Regions from separate parts of the Mus musculus genome. Here region 1 is linked to region 2. Evidence: chromatin contacts called from public promoter capture Hi-C data. All regions are on one chromosome and are shown on one strand. The core of a region is the stretch at or near the end of the contact, and the rest is flanking DNA. Distances in the headings are between cores, read along the strand shown.

Region 1 (5,670 bases), core at 2,885-5,384, 2.5 Mb after region 2:
AAACATTTCAACCAACAAGCAAACATAGACATGGTGCCCTTGCTTATCCCTATCTCTTATTCTCTCTGTGTTGCAGCTGTGACACATTCCACATGTCTTCTAAACTCTTTAATATCTTCTGCAACATGACTTCTCACAATTGCTGACCCTTTTTGTTTTATTTGCTTCACTAATTAAAGATTTTGGGCTGTATTGGGGTTTCTATTGCTGTGATAAAAGACTGACCAAAAGCAATTTAATGAAGAAATGCTTTATTTCAATTTATACTTCACTGAAGGAAATTAAGACAGGAATGTGGAAGCATGTCCACATTCCTGAAACAGAAGCTATACAACAGTGCTGCTTACTGGCTTACTGCTCATTGCTTGCTCAGTCCGTTTTCTTATATCATTTAGAACCAGCTGCCTAGAGAAAGTATCATCTACAATGGGCTAGGTCCTCTTATTTCAGTCATCAATCAAAAACTGTCACACAGGCTTGACTACAGTGTGGACATTTTTCTCAATTGAAGTTCCCTTTTGTCAAATGACTGTAGCTTGTTTCAAGATGACATAAAACTAGCCAGTGTGGGACCTGACCTTGTAATTGACTTCAGAGTCTATAGAGAGATTGCTTTCTACCTTTACTTTGCTATTCAGTACACACACTTCATTTGCTTGAGCCCTTATACCAGCGAAACAGAGTTACTGACTTTTAACTGACAAAAATTTTCCCCAGAAACAGGAGTGATTAGACAGTACAACATCTTAGGCTGTATTTAAGTGAACAAAACATCTGGACTTTTTGTGATATGCTAGTGCTAGACCAATAAAGCCATCCCTTCTAACAGATTGTTCTTTGGTCTCAAGAAAATTTGAAACAAGTGTCACTGAATATCTGTGGTTCTTCCCAGAACTTCTCACCTTACCCCGTACCCTAAACCTCTCAAGCTCAGTGGCTAGGCTTGCCTCAGCTTCTGATTCCTATAGAAACTCAACCTTTCTCTTGGTCCATGCACTTTTTTGACTCCTGACTGACTTTGCTCCTGGAACTCTTTTAGCCTGCTTTCCCCGCCCCCCCCCCCCTTTCCCTAACTTGCTCTCCTCTGATTTCTCTCATGACCAAGTTTAATCTGTTGTCTATGTTCAGCCTGTACTCTTCTAGATACCTCTGGTTGTTCTCCCCCTCATATCTACAACAACACTTTCCCTCAGCCTTACCTTGTCCTCATTTTTCATTCACTTGCAAGTCAGTTTTCATGAGGTAGGAGTTCTTCCTTCACAGTTCACTGTGATCAATCTTCATCCATTTCTATCCTATTTTGTACAACAGACACTGTGCATATAATATATAATATATACATATATGATAGCCCATAAAATATATGTGTATATGCATGTATTTTTGGAGTCATGGAAAGACATATACATACACACATGTGTCTGTGTAATTCAGTTGTCATGTCTTCCCTTCATTTCCAGTCAGGTATCTTTTTTGGATATCTTTAATTTGTCATTTTTTTATGGTAAGTTTTGGTCTACCATTTCTTCAGTGAAGTTTTGAGATGATAAAACACAAGTTTTCAGATGCATGAAGGATAGTATTTTGTTTGTTCCATAAGTTACACAAGACAATGATGAATCTCTGATTATTCACAATGAAATAAATCAAATCTATAATTCACCACAAAATAGTTTCAAATAGAACTTTTGACCACATGAGTTTACTAATATATTATTTAAAATAAATAGTATTTTTTTTTTGTTTGAAGCCCTTATATATTTTACAGGTGAACACTGAGGATTGTTGATCCTCACTATGCCATGCAAACTTTATAAATGCAGGTAGAAGAATCAGAGTATTTTAGCAGAATTTGGCCTTTTGTTGTTAGAGGTAGTTTACTTTTCTACTTTTTGGAGATAACAGATTTGGTTTTTTTGAAATAGTGCAAAGTAGCTCCAGCAAGCAGTCGAAAACAATACAGAACAAATACAGTAAGTGTGGAGGTTGGTGTAGGAGTGTTGTAGAATGAATAATAAGCATGATGAATAAGGAAAATGTTAGTTGAGTCAGAAAAGTTAGTTGTTAGAATTTGGAGGGTGAAACAATGTCATTATAACCTGGAGTATGCTTAGGAAAATTTCCTAAAGATTATTTTTGGATTATAAATCTGCAAGTGTAAATCTGAGCAAAAGGAAATGTCACAGCCCTAGTCACCAGAGTTCATTCTTCAGGTTTGGAAATTTTCAGTGTTTTATAAGGATCTGTTTTAGCAAGGTATGGGGCACTTAGTACTCTAACCCTGCATCAAAGAAGCATTTGGAAGACCTAGGTAAAGGAAGGAGCTCCTTAAAAAGAATAAAAAATAAAAAATGGGTATTTTATTATTTGTTTACATTTCAAATGTTATCCCTTTCCTGGTTTCCCTTCTGAAAACAGCCTATCCCATCCCCTCTCACCCTGCTTCTGTGAGGGTGTTCACCCACCCACCCATCCACCCACTCCTGCCTCACCACCTGCCCTAGCATTCCTCTACACTGGAAGAAACAATTTTGAGTGTGTTCCTTGCTTGTTTTTGGTGCCTCCTGAAGAAATTAACCTGATAATGGTTGAAGAGTAAAAAAATAGCCAGCTCTCCTATTTATAGTTTTAAGAAAACTTTGGGTTTCATTCTACTTGGGGCTTCTTCTTTTTCTCAGATCACCTGATACTACTTTGATTGCTTCTTCCACTCCAAGTGTTCTTGTCAAAATGTGCTATGCCTGTGCAAAGAGGATGTTAGAAGAGAATGAGTGTTAAGGACCCCCTTATCCCTGCACAGAAAGTATGAGAGCCATTAAGGTTGAGGTATTATGTCAGGGGTGAGAAGCACGCCAAGGGGCATTCTTCAGGTCAGTGTCCTCATTTTTGACTTTCACACTAAGTTATTGAAAAGGTAAATGATCTGGAAACACTCTTAGACAATGATCTGAACATTAAATTGCTTTTTCTTTTTCTTTTAGGCAAGAGGGAAAGTAGTTGAAAAAAAAAAAAAAGGCATGAAACAACTCCCATCCCCAATCACTTTGAATTGACAATTACAAACCACAAATCCAGTTTCAAGGGGTGTGCAGTTCTCATAAATCAGCCAAAAGCGTGAAGCCCCTCCTCAAGAACCAAGGCAATGCCCTTTGAAGAGTCCTTGTGTAAGTCAATTTAATGAAAAATCTATGTAGATGCATTAGTTCCATTCAGGATCCTTATATCACAGCTTCTTATCTCAGGCCCTGTAGTAGAGTTTGTGGAAGAACAGGGAAATGTAGTAGAGCTTGTGGAAGAACAGGGAAAGCTTATCACCGAGGGTAGGAATTCAGATCTAGCTGAACACAGTGAAGAGAAATTTAGGGATTTTAGCCAAATTATAAAGGACAGAACAGCAGAGTTGCAAATAGGGCTAGCTTTATGCTTGTCTTTTTTTTTTTTTTTTTTTTTTTTTTCTGAGACAGGGTTTCTCTGTGTAGCCCTGGCTGACCTGGAACTCACTCTGTAGACCAAGCTGGCCTCGAACTCAGAAATCCGCCTGCCTCTGTCTCCCATGTGCTGGGATTAAAGGCGTGAGCCACCAATGCCTGGCTAGCTTCATGTTTACACTTTGTGAAATCTCTCATTCATTTTATCTCTCTCTTGCCCTTCAGAGGAGAGCAAAGGCTGTTTTCAGATTGAGAACTGACTTAATTTGGAGCTGGAAGGTAGGGATGGAAGGGTGTCTCCAGGGCTCGTCCTGGGTTCAGAGTGGGAAGTGTTACTTTTCCCCTCCTTCCACAACCTCATTCCGGATGTGAATTGATTAGCAAGAGGGTAGAACATCGCCCTGTGTGGAACCCATCTTTTCTCCAAAGGCCACAGCCTAGGAAGCCACATCAAGAAGAGAACTAGAAAAATGGTCAGTCCCTGTTCCCTAGGAAAGGAAAAGCCACGTGACCCGGAGACAGGGCGAGGGAGCGACCCCGGAGCAACCGCGGTCCGGCTGGCTGCAGAGAAGAATTGCTGCGCGCAGTGACCAAGGGATTAGTGGCGAGACCGGCGGGAGCCAGAGCCTTCCGCCGTCCGGGTGCAGACCCTCAGTCTCTCTCCTAAGGCGCCGCCTCCCGCAGCCTGGGGCGGGGCTGGGGCGGAGCCAGGTTGGCCGCGCCAGGGAGGAGCAGGCGCGGGCGCGGGCGCGGGCTGATCGCTTGCTGAAGATTCTCTCTGCGTTTGCTGTCGCTGCAGCAGCGGACGACCTCCTTAGGGCCAGGCGTCCCAGCTAGGCAAGTCCAGTTGACCACTCGGTGTGCTTAACTGAGACCCAAGGTACGACTTCTTGGCGCGGTTAGCGCCGCTTTCCTGTTCGGGAGGTCCCGCTCCAGGCTCTTCGGACCCTCCTGGCGTCCTCGTTTGCGTCGGGAAGGGCGGCAGCGGCGCCCGGGCATGGCTTCGGCTGGCAGCGGCATGGAAGAGGTGCGAGTGTCGGTGCTGACCCCGCTCAAGCTGGTCGGGCTGGTGTGCATCTTCTTGGCGCTGTGTCTGGATCTGGGAGCTGTTCTGAGCCCGGCCTGGGTCACCGCGGACCACCAGTACTACCTGTCCCTGTGGGAGTCCTGCCGGAAACCCGCCAACCTGGATATCTGGCATTGCGAATCCACTCTCGGCAGCGGTGAGCGCCCCCACCCCACCTCCGGTGCCGCGCCCCTTGCTCCCGCGTGGCCATCCTGGGCTCCTCCGCTGCCACCGCCTCTCTGGGAGCCACCTCCCCCACTTTCCTTCGCTCCCCTCCCTGCCTCCTTGCCCTACCTTCTCGGCCCTTGGACCCCAGGACCCTCTTGCATGTGCCCCTCTCTCGAAGGGGTCCGGGTAGGCAAGACTCCAGAGACCTCCTACGCCCTCTACTCCTCCCTTGCTCATCCCTCCAGTTTTGGAGTAACACGTCTGCTATTTTGGGCAATTGTTATCATTGAGGGCGAGAACCATGTGGCTGTGTAAAAGACGCAATGCCTTCCACACCCCCGTTAGAAAAGAAATGGGTAAAACGCTCCAAATCTGTGTGGGTTCTCTGTTCCAACCCTCTAAGAGAAATTTGCCCAAGTTTTCCTGAAGGCCCACATTTCCCCCTATTCTATTTCACTTTACCTGGTGTATTGGCTAGGAACCCTGACTAAGACACCTGGCTTTTCCCGAGTGAATTTTCGTGTGTGTGTGTGTGTGTGTGTGTGTGTGTGTGTGTGTGTGTGTGTGTGTATTTCCCCTTTAAATTTTGGGGAGGGATACCGAGAGTCAGGAGAGACTGATGAATTTTCTTTCCTTTTTTGGCGACACCATTGTTGCTTCTGAGTTTCCTTTCTTTCACTCCCACAGTAAGAAACTCCCCTTTCTTCCACTCCGTTTTCTCTGAGCTAGTTACTCACAGTTGCCTGGAAAGTTCTGCTTCATTCAGCAAGCAGTGAAAATTGTGTGCGGATGGGAAACGGGGTAGAGTAGGCGGTAGCCATTGTGGCTACTAGCTCAAAGGGACTTTGTGGCTTTATTCTCTTCCTGATCCTCTAGTTTTTGTTTTTGTTTTGTTTTGTTTTTAACCCCATTTCCAGAGTCCCATTCCTAAGAATTTGCCAACTTCCAATTTCTTGCTGAAAACTATTGCTACTTGAATTCTGTTTCTTCAGCTGCTGCTGTGTGCAC
Region 2 (5,651 bases), core at 2,006-4,505:
TTATTTTATAAAGCTTGGCCTTGCTTAGGATAATCTTTGCAATGGGTAAATCATTCAGAAGATGAAAGTTGGTGACAGGACTGTTGAGACTGAGTGGACCAGACAAGTTAATTCCCTGATATAAGCAGAGGTACCTGGATAGCCAATAATGTGTTGGAATTCAGAGATTTGTCAAAGATAAGATAGCAGAAATCATCAGAACAAGATGATTAAGGCTACAATAGGATTCATTAGCCAAAAGGTTCAAACCATCTTAAGACGTAGGAGTACAGCATGAGGTAGGTTGCAGTTTTCTTTATTTGTGTTAACCTTTAGTAAACAGTACCAGGTGAGCTGTGTTCATTTTTAGAATTTCCTAAAGTCAAGCAGCACTTCATTCCTGTCTTTCTGCAAATAACAAATTACATATTTCAGTGTGTGCAATGACTATTCTCTAGCTTTGGTGTCTTCTAAAGTGTGTGTTTTTACGATACCCATTTCCTCTTTTATCTACAAAGTTGTGCACCTCATTTATAAACATTAACTATCAATAACACATGACAATGTATCTATGTTCTCACTACTACAGTGTGCATTAGGTATTTTCAAGAAATGGTCCTTCAACATTAAAAGATCAGAATTTCTTCTATACTTCATGAACTCTGTGTAGGATCTTATCTTTCTAATGACATGTAATAACATGTAACTATAATTATATTGGGCACTTACCATATGCAAGGCAACCCAAGTATTGGGGTAACAAGAGAGAAAATAAGGCTAGTGCTATAAGTTAAACAGTTAAAGGATGATTAATTCCGAGGGAGTTGAAAATATTTTTCAATAAGTTCATAAGGCTGAGCTCTTGGAAAAGGCAAAAGGCATCCATCCTAACACCCCTCTCCCAAGTTGGATAATATTATCACCAAATCCTTTGAATAATTGGAGAAAAGATTAAATAAAAAGAAAACACGAAGAAATTCTGCTTAAACATATTTCAGATCTGAGAGTATATGTTTATTTTTTCTTTTTTTTTTTTAGCTTCTTAGTATTTCCATGTTTCTTTATTTTTTAATTAGGTATTTTCCTCATTTACATTTCCAATGCTATCCCAAAAGTCCCCCATGCCCTCCACCCCCACCCCCCACTCCCACTTTCTGGCACTGGTGTTCACCTGTACTGGGGCATATAAAGTTTGCAAGACCGATGGGCCTCTCTTTCCAGTGATGGCCGACTAGGCCATCTTTTGATACATATGCAGCTAGAATCAAGAGCTCCGGGGTACTGGTTAGTTCATATTGTTGTTCCACCTACAGGTTTGCAGATCCCTTTAGCTCCTTGGGTATTTTCTCTAGCTCCTCCATTGGGGGCCCTGTGATCCATCCAATAGCTGACTGTGAGCATCCACTTCTGTGTTTGCTAGGCCCCCGGCATAGCCTCACCAGAGACAGCTATATCAGGGTCCTATCAGCACAATCTTGATAGGGTATGCAATCTTGGGTATGCAATGGTGTCAGCGTTTGGAGGCTGATTATGGGATGGATCCCTGGATATGGCAGTCTCTAGATGGCCCATCCTTTTGTCTGAGCTCGAAACTTTGTCTCTGTAACTCCTTCCATGGGTGTTTATGTTTATAAAACAGGATTCACAATCAAGGAAAAGGGGTGGAGGAGGAGGAAGCTCAGTTTATTATGATGTACTCAGTTAAAAAATGAGTTAAAATATAAACATCTGTGCTTGGTACCACATGTATCATTTTTCATAAAAGTTCATAAATTTTTAACATGAAAGCCTATGGGCCTTTATCCAATGTCACAATACTTTCCCTAATGTTTTATCATTTTTAAAGTTTCTAAAGTGAGTTAGCCTAAGTATCTGGCAGCACCATATCCTTAAGAATTCTTCATTGAAACAATGAACAATACTCTAGCTAAATTTACTGACTTGTACACTGCCACATTTTCCCAAGTCTGATCATATTCTGTGACTATCAAAAGGGATTTATCTAGCTCTACTTAGCTATTCCAAGTCTTCTCCCTTTCATTCACACTCACTTATTTCTTCTGAAATACCATTATTTTTGGTTTTTCTTCTGTTGGGATTTGTAAAAACGTATAAAAATCAATCTCTCAATTTCTCTCTCTCTCTCTCTCTCTCTCTCTCTCTCTCTCTCTCTCTCTCTCTCTCTCACACACACACACACACACACACACACACACACACACACACACAGAGCAAGAACACACAAAATAGTAACCAGGCACATTCCTATGGGGAATATTCTTACTCTCAAAATCAACAGACCAGTAAAAAGAAAAAAGCCTCTGCAGAAAGTTGCTAGGTCTTTCTGGAAATTCCCCCAACTTCAGGCCCACACTGATTCCCCACCCCCTAGGGCGGCAACACAGACTTCTGAAGCAAGCCAGCCAACACGCGCGCGCTCGCTCGCTTGCAGACACACGCGCGCGCGAGCCTACACACACACACACACACACACACACACACACACACACACACACACACGTGCGCGCACGCGCGTACCCTCGCCCCCCCCCCCCCCCCGCCGCTGTCACCCACCACAGCCTACAAAACAGTTATAGCCTTTGTTAAAAAATGTCCAGGCACAATGTATCAGAAGAGGGACACATTCCCGGGGAAAGGAAAGTCATAGGAACGCCACACCCTCTATTGCAACAGTCCGGGCCAACAACCCACCTCCCCCAAATCCTCTCCCCACCGACAGGAAACCTTCCTGCCAACTCGGCACCCAGGGAAAGCAGAGGAAGGAAAAGAGTAAGCTAGGACACCGCTCGGGGGCACCAAGTAGGGGGACTGAACTTGAAGCTGGGCCACCTTCCAGGGCTCTCAAGCGAACCTTCCTGGCCTGGCCAAGCTCAAGTGAGGACTTCCAGCTTCTAAACGCCTTTCTTCTTTCTTCTAACTCGGCAGCTCCTACACACCTTTAAGTCTCCCGCCACGGCTCACTCCTCTCCACACGCAGCCGGAGGCTGGCAACCTCGAGAAGCCCCGCCACTGAAAAAGCTGCACGAGTCTCCCCTAACCGGGTCAAAGTCTTCCATACACACCCGAGTCCCTTTCTGGCTGCCAACCACGTTCTCTCCAAGGAGTCCCGCACCGCTGCCTCACTCACCGTGAGCCCCGCTCAGCTACTACGCGCTAGCAGAGCTGCAAGCCGCGCCTGCGCGCACCCGCTAGAGCCGGAGCCAGGAGCAAAGAGGGAGCCTGCAGCTGCTGCTGATGCGAAGGGCAATAGGAAGCCAGAGAACCCACATCAAGAGGGTTAAAAAAGAAGGGGCGGGGCCGGGAGGAAGTGGGAAGCAAGGGGAGTGGCCAGGCAGGGCGGGAAGGGAAGGGAAGAGTAGAGCTTCCACCACTGTGTGCTAGGCCATTGAGCTGGAGCCCAGCTAGAAAAGCTGCCTTTATCCCTTCTATGCCTCCCCAAACTAGGCCAGGTGCAAACCTTGCTTGAAGCAGAACCAAACAGTTGTAGGAGCAGCAAAGGACTACATTTGAGTGTCAAGGAATTGCCCCTTTCCCTGGGAGCAAATTTGCACTATTGCTTTTGAACAACTTTTGAGGCCAACAACCTGAATTCCCTTCAAAACAGTTTTTTTTTTCCTTAAAAGTAGGCTCTTGATTTGAAGCCCTGGCTGTTTTTATACTCTGTATATAGCCCAGGTTAGCCTCTACCTCGTGAAGATCCTGCCTCAGCCTCCCAAAGTGCTATTATTTCAGGTGTCTGCCACAGCACCCTTCTCTGAATAATTACCTTGGCAAAATCCATCTAAATGGCTTGGGAAAGGAGAACACAAGTTGTCAAATAAGTCCTATTTTTAAAGTCTTCGGTGGGTGTTTATAATTTGAACACTAAAAGACTTCTAAAGGCTCCTCTCAGATATGGGATCTAAGGCCGTGTTGTTTGGTACACTTTCTTCTGGTGTTTACCAATTCAAGAAGGCTAAAGTGATTATTATCCCATGCTGCACGCATGCTTAGTTTTAAGTTCTGAGCTTTTCTGTTTAGACTCTGGTCAGCTGTGGCATGGCATCTCATGCTTTCAGTTCAGCTATTAAAATAAGCACACCTCAGTGAACCCAAAGTGAAGAGGGTGTGGCCTTGAAGTTATTTGTTCCAAGCTAATTCCCCTACCCGGCCCTCCTTTTCTTTCTTTCTTTCTTTCTTTCTTTCTTTCTTTCTTTCTTTCTTTCTTTCTTTCTTTAACTTTAGTCATGACGGAATTAGGGCCACACTAGTTGGCCCTTCCCAATAAGTACTTTAGTTGTGGTTGGAACTTTATTTATTTATTTAGGGTTTTTTTTGTTGTTGTTGTTGTTCTTGTTTTTGTTTTTGTTTTTTGTTTTTTTTTTTTTTTGTATTATTTTGTTTTTTTGAGACAGGATTTTTTGGTATAGGCCTGGCTGTCCTGAAACTCACTCTGTAGACCAGGCTACCTTTGAACTCAGAGATCAACCTGCCTCTTTCTCCTAAGTGCTAGGATTAAAGGCTTGTGCCACAACCACCCAGCATGACTGAAACATTTTATGGGGCAGTCATATCATTGTCACTAAAGATCTAAATATACTGAAATTCCTCCTATTAGCTTTGTGGTTCTTCCATCTATGTATTTTATAAAGTAGACTTTCTTGAATTCACTTCTACTTTACATTTGAAAAATAAGCTTAGGGGGATTGTAGGGAGTAATTTTTGCTGAAAGGTGTGCTGGCAAGTTTTGCAGAATGAATCTTTAAGTGACTGAAAATGTAACTTTATCCTATTCATTTCATTAGTAAAACATTCCCTGTAAAGAAGGTACTTTAAAAATACAATAGGTCAATAAAGTTGATTTTTACACCTCTTATAGAGGAAGATATGTGGAGGAATTCACTTTTAATTTGATTGCTGGCTTCTTCTTTTTTCCCTTAATGTATCAGGTTATTTTGGTAGAAGTAACAAATGCTACATTGAAATAGCTTAAGCTAAATGACAAAGTTATTCTGTAACCCAAACTGTGAAAAGGTAGGTCTGTTGTTAGCCTTGGGAATAAATGAAACCAGAAAGTAGAATGTTTGAAATTCCATCTCAGGCTCTCAATCTTTCCTCTTTCAGACAGGGTCACTCTTTCAGAACCTTCCAAAGTCACCTACTACAGGCTTTTGGAATCACCGCCTCTGAACAACACTGAGTTCAAGCCTCTCAAATCCGATTAGAGAGAAAATGTCTCTCTTTCCTTAGTTCAGATTTTTTAAAGCACCACATAAAGCTTTTGATTGAGTAGATTATCACAACTGTTTCTGGACAGAAAATGTATAGATAAGATGGTACTGAGACTCCTACACATGCATTCAACCATATTGTTTTTTTTTTTTAAGTAAAGAAAAATTCTAAATGAAAATTTAAGATAGGGAGAAATGTTTTCAGACTTGCTCTGACCCTCAGATAAGAGCTGGGTTTTGTTTGGGAGTGTAATTTTATGTGTGTGATATTTCATCTGCATGACTGACTATGCACCCCAAGCATGCAGTGATCACAGAGGTCATAAGAGAACTCCAAATCTCCTGGAACTGGAATGAGAAGACAGTTGTGAGCTGCTGTGTGGGTGCTGGGAATGGAACCCATGTCAGAAGAGTATCCAGTGTTCTTAACCACTGAGCCAT

What was found. Promoter capture Hi-C pulls out the DNA fragments that hold promoters and counts their contacts.
Region 1: a promoter capture Hi-C map of hippocampal neurons shows a contact between it and region 2, with 10 times the contacts expected there. The contact joins the promoter of Tmem47 here to the promoter of Prrg1 in region 2. A contact is called at or near these places in 5 of 39 promoter capture datasets (cranial neural crest, frontonasal cranial neural crest, hippocampal neurons and 2 more) and 2 of 115 datasets of contacts at active chromatin or transcription factors (astrocytes and embryonic forebrain).

The regions. Positions count from the first base shown.
Region 1 is chrX:81,066,510-81,072,179 of GRCm38.p6, forward strand. Tmem47 (transmembrane protein 47) reads left to right here and starts at 4,135. Exons shown (of 3, transcript NM_138751.2): 1 at 4,135-4,651. The coding sequence starts at 4,426.
Region 2 is chrX:78,580,642-78,586,292 of GRCm38.p6, forward strand. It overlaps Prrg1 (proline rich Gla (G-carboxyglutamic acid) 1), which reads right to left and starts at 3,256. Exons shown (of 4, transcript NM_027322.2): 1 at 3,128-3,256.